2 separate regions of the Ovis aries genome follow, and region 1 is linked to region 2. Evidence: chromatin contacts called from public Hi-C data. All regions are on one chromosome and are shown on one strand. The core of a region is the stretch at or near the end of the contact, and the rest is flanking DNA. Distances in the headings are between cores, read along the strand shown. Region 1 holds the start of TRIM66 (tripartite motif containing 66). Region 2 holds the start of TMEM9B (TMEM9 domain family member B).

Region 1 (4,297 bases), core at 1,347-3,846, 250 kb after region 2:
TCTAGGAGACCTTTCAACAATCAGATAAAGTTTCCTTATCAACAGGTATCCACACTGAGTGAGAAGCTTCAAATTATGTAACCAGCCAAGGCCTGTAAGTGCTGGTGTTACCTCTTTGTACTTTGAGGGGAGTTGGCAGAGGAACCCAGGTCCTAATACCCGTACTCTAGAATCTATTAGGTGGGTTTATGTACAGGTAGGGAGATAGAAATGCAAAAGAACCTACACTCAAACCAGAAGAGAAAAGCACTTAACATTTAATAAATTTCCCAGCATGTGGCTTCAAGCCACCAGGACACAAGCCCCACCTACACTCTTAATCTTCTCCTCAGCTCTTCTACTGAAGAATTTGGCCTTCACGATGACAGGCTGCTTTGGGAGCTTTCCTTTCCCCAGAACTTTGTAGTAACCCTAGAAAAACAGAGAAAAGGGTTTATAATGCACCACGGCAGTCACCAAGAGTATAAAGAAAGAGTCCTGTCAATCCACTCCATCTAGGAGCCAGGGAAGGCATGTTTCTGATCTGGGCACTCACGGGGGCACCGATTGCCCTCGCCAGTGAATCAAGACCAGCAGGTTCTATCCGAGTACTCTAGCACACCAGGACAAAAGCTGTCGGGATGTGACTCTAGTCTCGGACAGAGCTCAAACCCCCTTTTCCTATTCAATTACCACTTGATAAGCAAAAAAGGAAAAAATCACATTTCTAATAATGTCCCAAGAAGCCAGGGTCATCAGAACTGCTCAAAGAACAGGCTGAGAAAGGCAATTTTAACTTTACTCAAAGTCTCCTCAGGGTTCTGACTACCTCCATATCCATGGAGGGTAAGGAACACAAGGACCAGACTCCTAATAATATACAAAAATGCCTTTTTGGGGTGCAGGGTGGGATCTCTTCAGATAATGTTTGGCCTTAAATATCAACTGAACATATTAGGACTGTATTTTATTAGAACATGAAGGGTGAAGGGCTGTGCCTCATTGTAGTCTTGTGTAAAACAGACCAGAGCCAGCTAAAGTAAATTACTACTTACGTTCGGATGGGAAACCAGGGTATTGACAGTAGGAATAAGATATCTGATCAGATAAAAATTCAAGTGAAAAATGAAGTAAATGAAGCAGAGTAAAGTATCACTCTTCAAAGGTTTTACATGATCACAACTGAACAAGAGTTCAGTTCTGTTCAGTGCCTACCCATGGAAGTTCTACTGAATGGACTGTCTAGTAGGTAGCTGGGTGTATATTATGCAGAATTTTGAAAGGCACATAAAAGGTAAAAATAGTCACTTACTGATCGAACCACATCGATGATAGGAGCAGCTCCTGTCTTGTTCTTGGCAGCATTTACTCGTGTCTGCTCACTAACCAAGGTCCACAATTTATCAAGATTGACAGTCGGGCAGAAACTCTGGTTCCTCTTTAAGTGGTAATGCCTCATACCAACTTTCCCAAAGTACCCTGGGTGACTGGGAAAACAAGGCAACCATGTTCATTACCTCACTCCAACTGAGCTATGTTTTCCATCTTCACAGTCCATTTCCCTCCATTTCAGTGTACACTGTTCACTTGTGCAGAACACCAACCTAGCAGGAACTCCACTTGTCGAGTAAAACAAATCTTAACACTAGAATTCAGGTCACTTGAGAGCTTCTACACCCTCCTATCACACCAGACTCCTAACAAGTAGTTTTAATACCACCCCGATAAACTGTGGGCATAAACAGATCTAAAGGCTGTGTAAGTCGACCTGATGCATGTCACTAACCTGGTGACTGACTATGCCATAAGGGCCACAGCCAGTGAATAAGGTCAGCAGTTACTCTTCGAGGACTCTAGCACACTAAGGCAACAGTGGATACCCAAGCGTGACTCTAGCCTCGACAAGTGATGACAAGTTCAGCTCACATCAAACATAAACTAGAGAAAAACCAGCAATAGACAAGGTTCGTGAGTAGTGAGACTTGCTTCCCGCTGAAGTCTTTCTTTACCTACCCTCTACCCCTAAATCCCAAACTAGTAGTGTCAGTAGGACAGTGTGAAAACCACTCACTATTTGTCGAAGTTGATCCTATGATGATGCATGCCACCAGCATTACCTCGGCCTCCCGGGTGTTTCCGGTGTTTGCCTGCAGGAACACATAGCTACATGGCTAAAATAGCCTTCTCCAACCCGTCAATATTATTGTAGCAAAAGCATTTCCCCATACTTCTGGGCCTTTGTTTAATATCTCTTCCAGCAATGTTGCTCCTTCAAGACTCTTGGGATAAATATCACTTTGCAGTGTTCCACATAACACTAACACAGTACTTCATGCCTTCAACCAATTCAATACTGGGTCTCGTTCCATTTCCAACCCCCCAACTCATTCTCTGTAACAGGAGCACAGAAGATTCTCAAATAAAAAGCCAACAGCTAATGATCCAGTTCAATCCAACTCGACCGCATGAGCTCTGACAAACCCACTTCACTTAGCTACCTACTGACAAGCAAGCAGCCGGCAGGGACAGTCCAAGGTCGACCAGAATGGGGAAACAGCACTTACCGATGCGGCCGTGGCCGTGGCTCACGTGGCCCCTAAGTTTCCGGGTCTTCCTTAGTCTGGATGGCTGTATGGGAAAAGGTACTTAATGAGAAGGCCGAAGAGAAGCGGGGCAGGGGGCGAAAGCGTGCCAGTCTGTGAGGGACCCGCAAGCCTAGGGGTTTGCTCCGTGGCGCCGTCAGCAAAACTGAGGTTACAAGCCACGCCTGGAACCGTGCGGCCTCATCAGGGAAGAGCCCGGGCGCCCCGGCCCGCGTGTCTCGAGAATCCAAGTTCCTGGATGAACACGCGGCCCTAGCTTCCCCGCCCTGCTCCGGGCCCATGCCGGCCACTCCGCCCCGCGGCTGGCCTTGCGCAGCCTTAGAAGACCAGGGCAAGCTCGGGAGTAGATGGCTGGAGTGCTTGGTGAGTAAAGCTCGCGGGTTGAGACTACGACTACGCGGACCATCCTCACGAACCACCTACCATGTCGGCGGCCTAGACGAAAGAGGAAAGCCTCCCCGAAGTCTCGCGATCTATCGAGCACGGGGGCGGAGTTATCGCCTCACTTCCTGTCTGGGAGGCAGGGTCGCGGGCGGGGCCTCTTTGGCGTCGCGGGTCTCGCGCGACTCCGGGTCTTGCGTTTTCCTTTTCCGGTGGCCTCCCTGTTAATTACAGAGCTGTTCCGGAGGCTGCAGTGTGCCGTGTATCGTTTCTGTGATGTCCCGCGGGCGCTCGCGCTCAGAGGCTGATATCTGTCTCGGAAGGCGGGGTTTGGCGCCTTAAAGTGCATTCGGTTGCGGCTTTGTTGGGCCGGGCTTTTTTCCCAGCGCCAAGGCCCCGGAGTCGGCCGGGGCCACCGTGTTTCTCAGCTCCTCACCAACCGCCCCATACCTGAGCGACCCCGCGCTTCTCGCTGTGTTCCTGGAGGTCGTCTTGGCCCGGGCGGTAGCGGTTGCTTGCTGCATTGAGGGACTATTTGACCCTCAGTGTGCCCACCCGGTCTCTCTCTCTGCTCCCTTTCAAGTCTTCGTAGATGTCTCTACCACCCTCTGGGACTTGCTCGGCCCACACTCCTGAGTGGGCTCAAGGTCTTCCTTTCTCCTTTGCCCTTGTGCCATTGTCCTGGGCATTTCCGTTTAAACAAGCTCCTTTTAGGGACCTCTACACCAGGATGCTTTAGGGTCCTTTGTTCTCCAGACTGTAATTCTACCCGTCCATTTTAATTTTCACTGGAACCTGCTTAGCATGCTCATGACCTCGTCTTCTGGCCCGGAGAACCACTCCTTGATCTGGACTCTGCAAGAGTCTCCTCTTGTAGAACTTCTCTGACTCATTCAGTTATAGTTGCTTACTTCTCCCCACTGTGCTTAAAATCTACCGCAAAACTCTTCTACTTGTTGATCCGTGTTTATCTTTCCTACCATACCAAATTCCTTAAAGGCTGGAGGATTGTTTTCTTTTACCCAGGCACTCCTAGCTCCCGGCATGAAGTACGTGTTCAACAAATGATCCTTAAGTGAATGAATGCACCTGTCCTCACCTCCCTTTGTAGACTAAAGTGGAAGAGGCGTATTTCCCGTTTTAAGTCTTAACCAGTGTTCAGGATCACCTTCCTCAGTTAACTCTAGTATGTGCTGTGTGTGCGAATTTTCTGTGCCTTGTTCCCTTCAGCTAAAATATAGTTTAGCTAAAGTATCCTAAATTCTCCCTGTTTCTGTTTATTACCTCTCCTCTTTCCTTTTCAGCCAGGCTCCCCAAAAGAATAGTCAACAAAT
Region 2 (3,798 bases), core at 799-3,298:
GCAAAGAGTCAGACACAAATGAGTGACTGAACTGACTGACCTACTATGGTGCCCAGATCCCACATGCACTTCTTAGGGTATCTCAGCATCGTCCTCTCATGGTCACAAAGGAAGCAGGGATTCAAGTACTGTCGGTACCTGGTTCTTAGAGACTGACCAGAGGAGCCTCTTCTATTTTTCCCTTTTCCAGGTCCCCACAAACATTTATTGGTTTTTACTCTATCCCAATCTCCAGGTACGCTGCACTCCATGGGGTCGATAAGAGTCAGGCACGACTGAGCGACTTCACTTTCACTTTCATGCATTGGAGAAGGAAATGGCAACCCACTCCAGTGTTCTTGCCTGGAGAATCCCAGGGACAGGGGAGCCTGGTGGGCTGCCATCTATGGGGTCACATAGAGTCGGACACGACTGAAGCGACTTAGCAGCAGCAGCAGCAGTCTCTAGGTACAAAGATAATGAAAACCCTTGCCCTCAAAGACTGCCAAGTTTGGGTGGAGGTTGGGAGTTCAGAGGCAGATATGAAAACATAATTTTTTTGTAACGGATTAGATTAGGAAACAAATCTGCACAAATACAGATGGAAATGCAGGTAAGTTAGGGAAGCTTTTCTAGTTGAGAAGACCTCTGACCTAAGGGGAAAGCAGGAGTTATCTAGGTATGAGTAGGGCAGAATGAGAACCAACTCCTCCACTTCCATTGGATCACTGGAATTTTATGTTTCATGCCATATACGCCCCCACCCCCCAACCCCCGCCAGTCCTGGGCTCTAGCTGTGCCAGTTCAGCTGTTGCCCTTCTCCTTACCCAGGTCTGAGTCTTCATTCAGACTCTAGCCAGGCAACCAATCATCATACAGTCACACTCTACTCTGGGCAGCCACATCTTACATTCTAGAACAGGTATGTCTAACATAAACATTAAATTTCCTAGTAGCTACATTTAAGAGGTAAAAATAAAAAGTGAAATTGTTTTAATGTTTTATTTAACCTAACGCATCCAAAATATTTCAACCTGAATATAAAAACACTGAGTTTACGGTTAACATGAGATATTTTAATATGATTTTTATGTTAAATCTTTGAAATTCAGTACATTTTTACACTTATAGTGCATCCCAGTTCCAGTCAGTCACACTTCAAGTGCTCAGTCGCCACCTGGGGCTAGTGGCTACCAATGTCAGACAGTGTAACTCAAATTCTGCCCAGACTGAGTGTACTTGCTGAGGCACTACTATATATTCCTCTAGATCTCTGTGCCCCCAATCAGGGCCCTGAGAACAAATTTGAAGGGAAGGCCTCTGAGGTTTTAGCCAAAGAGTAAAAGCACTCCTTCAGATCCAGACCTGGACAGCTATCCCTAAACTGATCCCAAACTTGCTGATGAGACAGCTTTTAGCAATCACGAATCCACAAGTGCATTAAGGTCAGACACATTTGACACTGGCCAGTAGGATACCCACTAAGAAAATCTGACAAGGAAACTGACAGGGCAGCCTGGAGGGGCCTGTGAAAGGTCATCTAGTGCTGCCGTTTGGGACTGAAAGGGTCTAAAAATACCTGGCATAATATCAGACACCTTCTTGTGTTAGTCTAGCAGCAACAAGAATCACACGTGAGAAAAATACTGAGAAAATTCTATCTATTAAGGCATTTCCACAAACTAGGAAAAGACCACTTTAAAGTTTTGCTTAGAGGAAGAAACACGGGTATTCCATGAAAGCAAAATTTGAAACCCACATATGAGAGTTCAATCCCCTCATATTAAGCCCAGAAAAAGGAAGTGTTTGGACCAAAATCTTTACTATGCCCTTTCCACTACTAACTGAAAAATATTTTAATTGGAGAGACTGTACCATCTCCAGGGTTCTTCCAAATTATCCTTCAGGATGACCCGCTCTGGGATAGATCATCAGCGGTCCCCAGTTTTGAGTTAGGAGCCAGCAGCCCTGAACAGGATTGTAGCACCGTGATCCCCCATCTTCTGAAATCTTGAGCGGAGGCGGCTTCTAGGGAGATTCTTTCGCCAACTCTACAACTTCCGGAGCCTGGCCTGGCCCGGCCCGGCCCAGCCCCTCTGCTGTGGCCCAGTTCCTGGCGGCAGGCCGGGCCTAACCGGTCAGCCCCCAGCGGAAGGGCAGCGAGGAGCCCCAGACGGAGGCCACACACACGAAGGCAGCCCACAGATTGTTAGCAGCCTCCCCGGGAACGGTTTCCGGGAGGCGAGTGGGCCGCAGGTCAGTACCAAAGTGCCAGAGAGGACCCCTCGACCCTCTAACTGCGAGTGGGCTTCCGGGGAAGGGATGGCTCTGTCGGTATCATACCTGTTCCCAAGCTTAGCACCCACCCCGCCTGCGCCGGCCGGGACGGGCCGCCTCTCAGCAATTCCTGAGGCTGGGGCTCACTCCGTCCTCCTAAGGCTGCCAACGAACGGCTCCGGCCTCGCAGGGGTCGCTCTGGTGAACCCCGGACTTGCTAGAGGATCTGACAGCCCGGGCTTTCTGCGGGGGCTGGGCGGGAGAGGCTTGCCTCCCTGGATGGAAGGACCTCCCAGCTCACTGGCGGTCCGCGGCCCGGCTGCTTCTGTGCCGGGGAAAGACATCCTAGAGCCTCGAAGCTCCGCCGAGCGCAGGTTGTCCCCGCGACAGGCCGCCTAAGCTTCTAGGGCACGGCGGAGCCTCGCGGCCTCCGCACCGGGAACCGTTTCCGGGTCGAATGCTTTTTGTAGCTGACCCGGCGCGGCCCGTGACGCAAGGGCCCAGACGGAAGTGCGGGCGGAGGAGCCCGAGCCGGAGCCCGGCCCGGAGCTGGTCCCGGGGGCTCCGGCTGTGGCGACTGCTGGGCCTGGCTGCGATGGCGACCCTGTGGGCCGGCCTCCTTCGTCTCGCCTCCATGCTCAGCCTGTCCTGCCTGGCGCTCTCGGTGCTGCTGCTGGTGCAGCTGTCAGACGCCGCCAAGGTGAGTCCCGCCCAGCCTTCGCTTCCGACCGGCGCTCCTCCTCTACCTCCGGCCTTGTCCACCTGAGCCCCACCCCAGTCCTCTGCCAGCCCTGCCAGCCCGATCCCTAGCGTCACAGCCCTGGCAGACCCCCGCCCGGAACCCTCCGGACCGCCGGATGGCACTCCCGCCCCCCATCCCTGACAGCCGGACAGCCCCCGCCCCCACCCCCTCCCACCCCGGGCGCTGACACCCTACCCCGCCCCACCTGGTCCAGACGGGCCCGGACAGCATGTCTGGCCCCTTAAATTTCCCTTCCCAGCCCTGACAGGACCCACTTCCAACTTTACAGCCTTTCCAACTCTGAGAGCTTTTAACTTGAGCTTTACACTTAAGCTCTGACAGTCTACCGTCACCCTTCACCAGCCTCACGGACCACCCTGCGAAATTCCCCAAGCCCATATAGGAAGGCCCAGCTCACAGGCGCCTTACCTCTTAGGAACTAACTCCTCTCAACTCATCTCTTAACAGATTCCCTTCCCACTGTAGGAACTTGCCTCTCCTGGCAGCCTTCCTTCTCAATAGGAAGGACCTACAGAGTCTCTCCAATACTTTGGCCACCTCATGCGAAGAGTTGACTCATTGGAAAAGACTCTGATGCTGGGAGGGATTGGGGGCAGGAGGAGAAGGGGACGACAGAAGATGAGATGGCTGGATGGCATCACCTACTCGATGGACAAGAGTTTGGGTGAACTCCAGGAGTTGGTGATGGACAGGGAGGCCTGGCTGCGATTCATGCAGTCGCAAAGAGTCGGACACGACTGAGCTGAGCGACTGAACTGAATTGAACAGAGTCTATCACC

Evidence for each region. A called contact is a pair of places that touch in the nucleus more often than the background predicts.
Region 1: a Hi-C map of liver shows a contact between it and region 2, with 3 times the contacts expected there. The contact joins the promoter of TRIM66 here to the promoter of TMEM9B in region 2. A contact is called at or near these places in 5 of 16 Hi-C or Micro-C datasets (hypothalamus, liver, muscle and 2 more).

What each region holds. Positions count from the first base shown.
Region 1 is chr15:43,585,279-43,589,575 of ARS-UI_Ramb_v3.0, forward strand. It overlaps TRIM66 (tripartite motif containing 66), which reads left to right and starts at 2,597. Exons shown (of 20, transcript XM_060399936.1): 1 at 2,597-2,945. RPL27A (ribosomal protein L27a) reads right to left here and starts at 3,031. Exons shown (of 5, transcript XM_004023015.5): 1 at 3,006-3,031; 2 at 2,544-2,607; 3 at 2,051-2,126; 4 at 1,292-1,466; 5 at 242-411. The coding sequence starts at 3,008. The coding sequence ends at 283. It overlaps LOC114118580 (small nucleolar RNA SNORA3/SNORA45 family), which reads right to left and starts at 1,882; the gene lies at 1,753-1,882. It overlaps LOC114118581 (small nucleolar RNA SNORA3/SNORA45 family), which reads right to left and starts at 639; the gene lies at 511-639.
Region 2 is chr15:43,335,522-43,339,319 of ARS-UI_Ramb_v3.0, forward strand. TMEM9B (TMEM9 domain family member B) reads left to right here and starts at 2,049. Exons shown (of 5, transcript XM_060399934.1): 1 at 2,049-2,235.